Regions from separate parts of the Rattus norvegicus genome. Here region 1 is linked to region 2. The links are chromatin contacts, called in public Hi-C maps. All regions are on one chromosome and are shown on one strand. The core of a region is the stretch at or near the end of the contact, and the rest is flanking DNA. Distances in the headings are between cores, read along the strand shown.

Region 1 (4,544 bases), core at 1,640-4,139, 250 kb before region 2:
TATGCATAAGCAGCTGAGGATTATAAATAGAGCCGCCCTCTCTCCACAAACCCCCTAGAGTTTACTTTTAAATGGCAAGATTAATTTTCTGAGGTATGGCTCATACAGTAGATACGAAATGCCTAGATCATTACAGCTCCCCATAAGGAACAATTAAAAAGAGATCGTGTGTTTAAAAACGTATCTACTCATTGTCAACAGCTCTGACAGACAGATGGGATCGTCTGTGGATTTTAGTCTTAAATCAGAATTCGCCATTTAGTTACACCAACAGAAATTAAAGAGGATCTAGTGGGGTCAACCCGGGGTCTTTTCAACAAATATTCCAATTTCAATTAAAAAAAAAGAGAGAGAGGAGAGAGAGAGAGAGTGACCACAAATATCCCATAAAACACTGAATGATTTCCTCCTGGGTTTAGTCCGAAGTCTGTTAGGCACCAGCTCTTTTCTGGATATTTAATCCTTCCCTTCTCCAGATCACAGGCCATGTTGAAGTAATAAATTTGAAAAGCAAATAATAAGAAATCAGGAAGGGGGAGGGAGAAGGAAGACAGCTGCGCAGCAAAGTTGGGTCGGGGGAGGGGCTTGAGCCCGGGGGAAGTCGCTCAACCTGTTGGTGGGCTGCAGGGGTCCCACTCTGCATCCACACAGCACCTTAGTCAGGCTGCAGGCGGAGCCCGGGAAACCGAATGCTTACACCCTAGGCTAGTCGGGGAGGGCGGGGGAGGGGTGTGTGCAGGGAGGAGGGCGGAGCTTATTTCCGAAAAGGCAGATTCCTGGGCCGAGGTTCTGACGAACTCCCTTAATTAACCAGCCGCGGACCACTGAGGGGTAATTCGATCCGGGGGAGAGGGAGTGAGCTAGCAAGGCCAAAAGTGCAATCAACTCCATCAGCTCCAGGAATTTCTGCCTGGGCTGGCAGCTCCAGGGCCCCGGAGGAGTTCAGCACCGAACCATTCATTTAACAACAGACCTACCTCGAAAGCTCGCGAGCCTGGCGCCGAGCTAGCTGCCCTCAAAAGTCTCAGTCTGATCACCCTGCTCTCTCTCGGGAGACACAAAGCCTGACCAGGGGGGCCGTGCGCCCTCCCTCCCGCCGCGCCCTGAGCGCAGACTCCCCAAAATAGTTCCCGTGTGTGTGTGTGTGTGTGTGTGTGTGTGTGTGTGTGTGTGTGTGTGTGTGTGTAAGGGGTGGGGGTAGCTATCGCTTCACCGAGCTCGGCCCTCGGACCCGGGGTGCCGGTAGAGGTGCGGTCACACCCGCAGTGACAGAGCCCGAGGGAGGTGGCCCGGTGGCTGCGCCGCGGGGTCCCCTCCGCGTCCACCCGGCGCGCAGCCTCGCACCTCACCGCAGAGGCCCCTGCACCCAGCCCCACACCCCACTGGAAGACGTCCACTTCGCGTGGAGTCACTGGAAACCAGAACATCAAATGGCTCCGGGAGGAGGGGGAGTGGGCGCGAGATAGTTCTTAATGCCGAACGTGTTTGTGCCGGTTACACGACCGCTTTGAAATCCGCCCGGGCAGATGCGCAAGTTATTTGAATGTATTATCCCAGTACCTGTCATTTATCACTTCAGTCAACACGCCTTTGCCAACTCAATTGCTTTTGATCTCATTCTGCCTCCGTTTCGTAATTTCCGCCCTCTTAAACATATCAAATACTTAAAAGAAAAAAAAAAAACGCGAACAATATCAAAACCCACTAAAAGAAAGCTACCAAGCCTAGGAGCCAGGCATGAAGGTACAACTAAAAAAAAAAAAAGCAAAAAAATATGTATATTAAAATATGTATATTAAAGCATGGGATATTAATCTTCAAGAGGAGGTAGCTAAACACACACACACACACACACACACACACACACACACACACACACACACCCTGGAACAAAACCCTTCTCGACAAGTTATTTGATCTTGACTAAAATCAGCAGTTGGACGGTCTTTGTAAAGCTGACAGCCAAACTCTGACAATGGTAAAATACTCCAGCCCCAGTTAGTGGCGCTACCCCTTTAAAAAACGAGCGGATCCTGCTCACCGCAGAACTGAATACAGTATTTTCAAGCTTGCCTTATAATACGCATTACTGGAGGGGGGGTGGATAATAAAGAAGGAAGAGAGGGAGAGATAGGTTTACCACCTCGCCATGGTCGCTATTTCGGCCTTGGGGAGTGTCTTCGGGAAGGAAATAAAGTTTCGAGCTGGATAAAAGTTGCCGGCTGGTCCTTTCTTCCCACAACAGCTGGAGCTCCGCTATGCAAATCGGATCCTTTGGCGTACATCTTACAAAGAAAAAGTCGCCAAGGGACAAGATTCTTGGTTTTCCTTCAAGGTGGAATTGAAAAGCCTTATAGAAAATATAAGGTCCGTGTAAGCCACACGGTGAGCCGACCCACTGCAGGAGGGGGAGAGAGAGGGAGAGGAGAAAAAAAAAAAAAAGCACCACGTAAATAATGTAGCCATCAAGCACAAATATCTATTCCTAGGCACATTCACACACAAGACTCTCAATACAGACCGACCCACAGATAGAACGTTGGGTGAAAAATATTACAAAACCCACTAATTTTCTACCTCCCCTAAAAAAAAAAAAAAAAAAAAAAAAAAAAACCCTCCGGGTCCTCACCACCACCCCTTCCCAGTTCCCCATATGAGGCGATAAAATTACATTATGTAGGTATGATCAGCGTAGGGATTTTTTAAAAAAACAATAAAAATGATTTTGGGGGGATGCAGAGGGTAAAAGTTTGGTAAAAAGTTTGTGGGGGGTGTGGGGGGGTGTGAGGGGGTGGGTGAGCTGGGGGGTTGGGGGCTGCCGGGGGGCGGCGGGACCGCAGGAGCGGAGGAGAGCGAAATACCTGGAGTGAGTTGGGCTCCATCTCGACGTTCTGAATTGATTGAACTCAACATTCTCTCCAAACTTGTTGGCTTGAATGGATTGCATCAGGTCCTGGCAGGGGAAAGCATTCTCTGCTTGCAGCCGGCGTGATGTCTCAATATAAAACTAAGCTCTAGCCTCCCCCTCGACACCAAAATGATTGAAAATATATCCTAATATTTCTTCGAAGACTCAATTTTCATCTCCTGTCAAAAAGATGTGGGTTTGCTGCCAAAGATGGGTTGATCAAATTCGAAATAGGGAGAAGGGCTCAGTCCGACCTCGGCGGGAAGAGAATGGATCAAGGCAAAAAGCAGACAGGAAGATGTAAAAAAAATTGAAACCCACCCTAAAACCAAGTAATGAGGGTACGTTTATCTACCCCGTTTCTGTGTCTGTGGCTAACGTCGGCTGAGATTTTTGGAGCAGACCACGTCTCCCGAGCTGCGTTGTGCATCTGACAGGACCTGCTTGTATATGTCTAATATAAAGAACATTTCCTGCAGAGATTCCGGGGCGCCGCTCCTCTTTCTAATGCTCCTTAGCAGATTTGCTGTTATTAGACATGTAGATTTGTTTGATAGTTAAATTACGTTTCCTCACTGCCATGTTTGAGAGAACTAATCTGTTAAATTATCTTCCGATGCCTATTTACACGGAAGGGAAAAGTGGGTTATCGATTATATAAACATATAAATATTAATGCATTTGTTCGCTTCGCAAAAAAAAATACTCAGCAGGGGAAAAAAAGGAAGAAGAAGAGCAGAAAGACAAGTGAGCAGTGCACACACGTCTCGTGATTTTGCAACAATATTGAACGGACAGCAACTGCATTTAGGGAGAGGAACAATAAACCGTGCATGATAAATCAATACATGCGAGCCGCGAGTCTGCTCGGAATATGAATTCGGGCTCCGGGTTCTGCGTGTGCATTCTTTAATTTTGAAGTATATACACTCGTACGTGTTTACAATGCTGATGGGCGCCAAGGGCTCTCTCAAATGATAATGTGTTTATATAACCCGGCGCTACAGGAATAATATACCGACTTCTACCCCACCCCCAATCCTTCCCGTGCCCCCCTCCTCCAAAAAAAGGGAGGGGGAGCTTTCTCGGTAATAGTTTGAAACTGAAAAAAATAATCCATTTGCAAACTAGTTAAATATCATCAGAAATTAAGCTGTTAGAAACGGGGGGGGGGTGGTTAACACATCGTAAGACAATAAAGGTTTTAAATGTGTATATTTATTGTTCTAGAGCCCTGGAGCATTGCGCGGTTTGCATGCACGGCTATTATGCAAACAGAGAAACTTAAGAGCCACAGAACAAGGAACAAGCAGGGACTGCAAAGCCCTCGCTCGCTGCGACCCAGCTGCCGGTCCTCCGCCTGGCTCGCTTGCATTTTCGCAGCGTTGATGTAAAATGGTGTACTCACTTCCCCCACCCCTTCCCGGCTCTCCTCCCACTCTTTCCAGCACCCCCCAACCTCCCCAGCGATTTTATTATATTGGCACCAATCTTTCCAGAGTGGGTCTGGCAGGCTAAAAAAGTAAACATGTACTATATGGGGGATAAGGTTTGTATAGTACGACAGTTGAAACTCGATCCGCGATAAAATTACAGGATGTTGAAATTACTAGCAAGCTATTTTTAACGCTTTCGC
Region 2 (4,821 bases), core at 2,292-4,791:
CCCCTACCTGTTCTGAGTGTAATGGGAGGAGACCGACTGGTATACTCAGGAGAATCCTCATTTCAATATATATATATATACATATATATATATATAATACATTATATTTATATAGTGTAGTATCATATATATATATATATATATATATCCTGCGAGAGAGCTCAGTGGGTCAGTTGCTTGTAGCCCAGGCCTGATAGCTAGAGTTTGATTCTTGGCGCTCACAGTGCAAGGAAGGGCTTGACTCCCCAATGTTGCCTCCTGTGTGTGCCCCGTGTCATATACAAGAGCCTCCCCTGTCAATACATAAAAATTTGGACTTCTTAAAGACTTGCTCTTAGTGCCTAGATCTTTTACTAACCGGAAGATTGAAAATGAGTTAGGCTCACCTGAGAGGAGCATGGGGGGCGGGGACAGAATGGCTTAAAGGGGTCTGTAGCTCTAGGCATGGGAAGAAACGAACCAGGCAGTGTCCCCGCATCCACACTCCGATAAAGATGGTGACATTTGAAGTCTATTTATATTTTTTTTCCACCATCACACAGCCTGTCCAGGTTGACCTGCTCATCCACATTGAAGTATATACTTTAAATAAGAAGTTTCTAGGATGTTATTGAAAATGTGTTCATTTGAAGGTCTGCTATCCAAGTTGAGCCCACATATGTACGTGTGCTCACACGGGGCTTCGGGAGGACCACCTCTAACGTTCTAGAAGACCATCGGGTGTAGATAAATCTGTCCACACACAGATTCCCACCAGACATACTGACGATCTCTAAGACAAACTTCAGCATTTCTCTCTGTAAGATAATTGTCTGCATTCTGGTGATTTACCAGAGGGAGCGGGTTCACATCCCCTGTGGTGGACATCCCCTGTGGTGGACATCCCCTGTGGTAGACATGCTATGACTCTCATTCAGCACCAGAATTCCCTGGAGCTCCCTAATGTGACCAAGCCACATCCCTTTGAAGAATGAGCATTTTTGAGGATGCTATTAATGAACTAATTGGCCAGGAGGCTGCAGAATTTGAATTGGATATTTATTTAGAAAGCTATTTTCACATAGGTCTATAATAGCTAACCTTTATGTTCAATTTTTGTTATTTTTTCCTTTCTGCCCTTTCACATTCATACAAACAAAAGCTGAAAGTTTAGTCTTTCATTTCAGAAGGAGGTATTTTTGCCCAATATGACTGGAGAAACTGGACTTCCAGATATTAGCAAGCAGAGCTCATGGGATGTCCCCCACAAAAATCTCCTTTCTTGGTTCTATGCCCCCATGCCCTCTGCTCAGGGTATCTCAGTGTAGACCATGGTTTCTGGTGACCTACTTGAGTGGCCCATGACAGGCTGCCTCTGTTATCAATGGGCTAACAAAACTGCTTGAGGACCTACTATGTGAATCAGGCCACCATTTTTAGTCTAGATGTTGCCTATCCCCAACACATGGGGAACCATGGGGACTGAAACGTGTGCTTTATTTCTGATAGACTTGGCTGAAAAAGAAATAGTTCACTCTTGTATGCCTCAGATGACTAGATGGTCTTCTAGCTGAGTCAATTTAGATGCAGAATTTACAGAAAAGAAACCTTAATCGTGGATCACTATTAAGGGGGTCACCTCTGCAAGGAATCTGACCCCAGTGCCTTTCCTTGCCTAAAAGGGTCTTTGCCGTGTTTTCCTGACAAACTCAAAGTCTGGAGACAGCCCAGATGGGCAGTCCGGCTGGTGGGCCATCTTGCTGTGTTCTAGGACTCGGTTTTACAGGGCTGGAAAGTGGAGAGCGCTCCTCTGGATATTAACCGTCATTCTTGGTTAAGGCACACCACTAAGTGAGCCCGAGGCACAACTGGATTTCTTCAGTGTCTTACTAATAAAAAGACTGAGCTAATAAAAATTGAAATATAGATTTATGTGTATTTGTGTCCATGTTATATTAGCTCAGTCTTTTTTTTTATTAAACTCACACATTCTCTCCACACACACACACACACACCCCTTCAAATACTGATTCATTACGCCTCAAATCATTAAATGTTCTTAGGAAGGGCATTGCATCCACTGGTACGCTAGCGTGCGAGCACAAGGAGGCATACAGTCGCAGAAGATTTTGTATATGTTTAAACGACACAGAATTTAATTGGAAAGTTTCCTATGCTGGTTTAAAAATTATGTTAACTTACATTAGCGATCACAAGGGAGGAATGAGCCTAGGATCCAGTTTATCATGTTAAAATGTGCATTTAATGTATGCTAATTTTATTTGGAAAGGCTCATGGGAGAGCCTGCAGGCTTAGCGGTCTGCCTGCAGTGCTGGGGGACTCGGAGGGGGTGGGGTGGGACTGGCTCGCTTGTTTGTTGGAGAGGAAGGCATGAAATTATTGGCTTTGTGCTTTCTGACTGCTGAGTCTGCATCGAATACTTATCTTCTTCACAAAGACAGTTGTTTAGACTAATACGGAGGCTGAACAAAGCCGTGTTAATTAACACTCCATTATTCACTCTTCAGAGTCTTAAAAAAAAAAGAAAAAATAACATCCTAGAAACAGTATTTGATATACTCGTCGAGAAGATTTAAATATATATACATATATAAAACCGAACAAAATAGATGCCTTAGCTGATACACTTGTGGTTAAAAATCTTAGCAAGTAGTGTGGCACCTTCTGCCAAAGCTGAACTCCTGACCTTCATCTTTGGGACCCACGTGGACAATCATCAAGTGGTCCTCTGACCTCCACACCGAGCACCGAGCACCGAGCACCGAGCACCGAGTACTGAGCTCCGAGCACCGAGCACCGGCACTGGGACGTCCATCCACCCACCCACAAATAAGTATAAATAAAATAATAATGAACTGTTTCAACTATTAAGTCTAGGGACAAAATGACTTAATGCCCCCCACCCGTTGACAGTTGGTGCTAGGAGGGGGGGGGGTGGTTCTTAAGGTGACCTGGTGGTATCCAAGAGGACTGGGACAAATTCACTATGAGCCAGGAGGCTAGGGGCAGAGAATAAACTCTCAGGGTGTTTGGTCTTGTCTCCTGGGACAGGGACAGGTGACAACAGAAACCAAGCCTGACTCACTCAAATCGCGGCAATCTTTAACACCTTTTGAACACTTGTTTATCGTTACAATCTGTGGCGCTTGCAAAAAGGGACTGGTTCCCTTTAAGATCAGAGATTACTTTTTTTCCCCCCAGTTGAAGATTTGCATATTTAAGAGGTTGTGTGAGCATGGAACTTTCCAGAGTAAGCTCACAGGGCTTGTGATGAGTTTCAGAGGTCCTGGGGAGCCCTGCACCAAGCTTGCAGGCCATTACCAGTTGAATCCCCTGTGACTCTGGCCTTGACCTTGAGTGACCTTGGAATTAGCCGAGGGCCGGGTCCTGGACTGCCTAGAAAGGAGCGCATACCTCAGAATCAGTCGTGCTGCCTGCTGGCGTCACCCCAGGGGTGGTCGGGCCCCAGGAGGTCAATCCTATGGACGACCCTGCCACGTTTTCTCTAGAGGAAGCCCTCATCGTCAAGGCAACTGGGATGGGCGGTGGTAACGCCTAACCGGAGCTCAGGCCCCGCCCACTTCTGGGCCCCGTGATGCCACCTGCTGCTCGAATGACAGTGGAAACTGAGAAATTGACTTAAGTAGCAGTTCCGGTGTTGACACAGAAGGCTCACTCTAAAAGGGAGATGCTAAGCGATTTGGGGCTTTGGCCCTTGATGGTTGATCTTAAGCAATTTTTGTAACGTTCAAAAGTCTGATCGTGGCGTTGTGGTCTTTAGTAGAAAAAAAAAACTGACTCTAATTTTAGAGGCGCATATTTAGCTAGTGATGGGAGTGACAATCAGCAACTTACTCCAAAATACCGAGGGAGGAGGATGGACTTGTGAATTAAAATTGTGGCAGAGGTGGGGGTTTGTATGCTGTCTCCTCTCCCAAGTGTTGGAAATGTCCACAGTAAAATGCCTGGAAACAACAAGGTATTATATAGGGAGTATGAAGAGACTCCATAGACACCATGTTTGTAACCCAGGCTGAAGATGACCTTGAATTGCTGATCCTCCTACCTCCACCTCCCAAAAGCTTACAATCCAGGGCACCATACCCACTTTATATATGCACAGATTGAACCCAGGGTCCCCCAGTGCTGGCAAACACCCTAACCACTGAGTTACAACGCCTGACCCTACATATTTAGAATTTTTTTTTTTTTTGGTTATTCGGTACTTCCTTTGGCTGTGGGATGTGCCATACATTTACCTGCTCGGAGGTTGCTACTAAAGATGCTTACTGTAAAATCCAGACAGTATGGGGTCAGTCTCCCCCATGCTTAAAATAAAACCACAACCACTAACGGCCTCAAAGCTTTCCAAAGAGATTGAACAGATTATTGTGTTAGAAACGTTCAGGGGGATCTTGGCACCTCCTAGTGTTCAGAGTGCTGGTGTTTGTACTAAACTTTTCCTGGCTGGATCCATGCTGTGCATTGCTACCAATTTCCCCCGAATCAGTAGACTTCTCTCCCATTGCAGTTCCGAGGAATTTAACATGTCGCTTTGCTTAAGCTTCCTAGTGATGTCTCTCCCTCAAGCATTTTCACAGTTTAAACAACCCAAATCCTGGTAGAGCCCACCTGTATCCAAGAGTCCTTTTTTAGCTTAGCTCACACATTCCCCATCGAGTCAAGTGGGTTGTGATGTCGAGTTTTCTTGGAATTTTTACTCTTCAAGAGCCTGGCTGAGTTCTCAGTACAAAGTATTAACTCAACAACATTGCTCTGACATTTAACCCCATTTTAAAAGGGTTTTAGAATGTGTTCAAT

Evidence for each region. Hi-C and Micro-C count contacts between places; a contact is called where the count stands out from the background.
Region 1: a Hi-C map of Schwann cells shows a contact between it and region 2, with 6 times the contacts expected there. The contact joins the promoter of Arid5b here to the promoter of Cabcoco1 in region 2. A contact is called at or near these places in 2 of 12 Hi-C or Micro-C datasets (Schwann cells and frontal cortex).

The regions. Positions count from the first base shown.
Region 1 is chr20:20,305,059-20,309,602 of GRCr8, reverse strand. Arid5b (AT-rich interaction domain 5B) reads right to left here and starts at 2,889. Exons shown (of 10, transcript NM_001107624.1): 1 at 2,862-2,889; 2 at 2,144-2,398. The coding sequence starts at 2,882.
Region 2 is chr20:20,056,264-20,061,084 of GRCr8, reverse strand. It overlaps Cabcoco1 (ciliary associated calcium binding coiled-coil 1), which reads right to left and starts at 3,541. Exons shown (of 8, transcript NM_001134576.1): 1 at 3,415-3,541. The coding sequence starts at 3,522.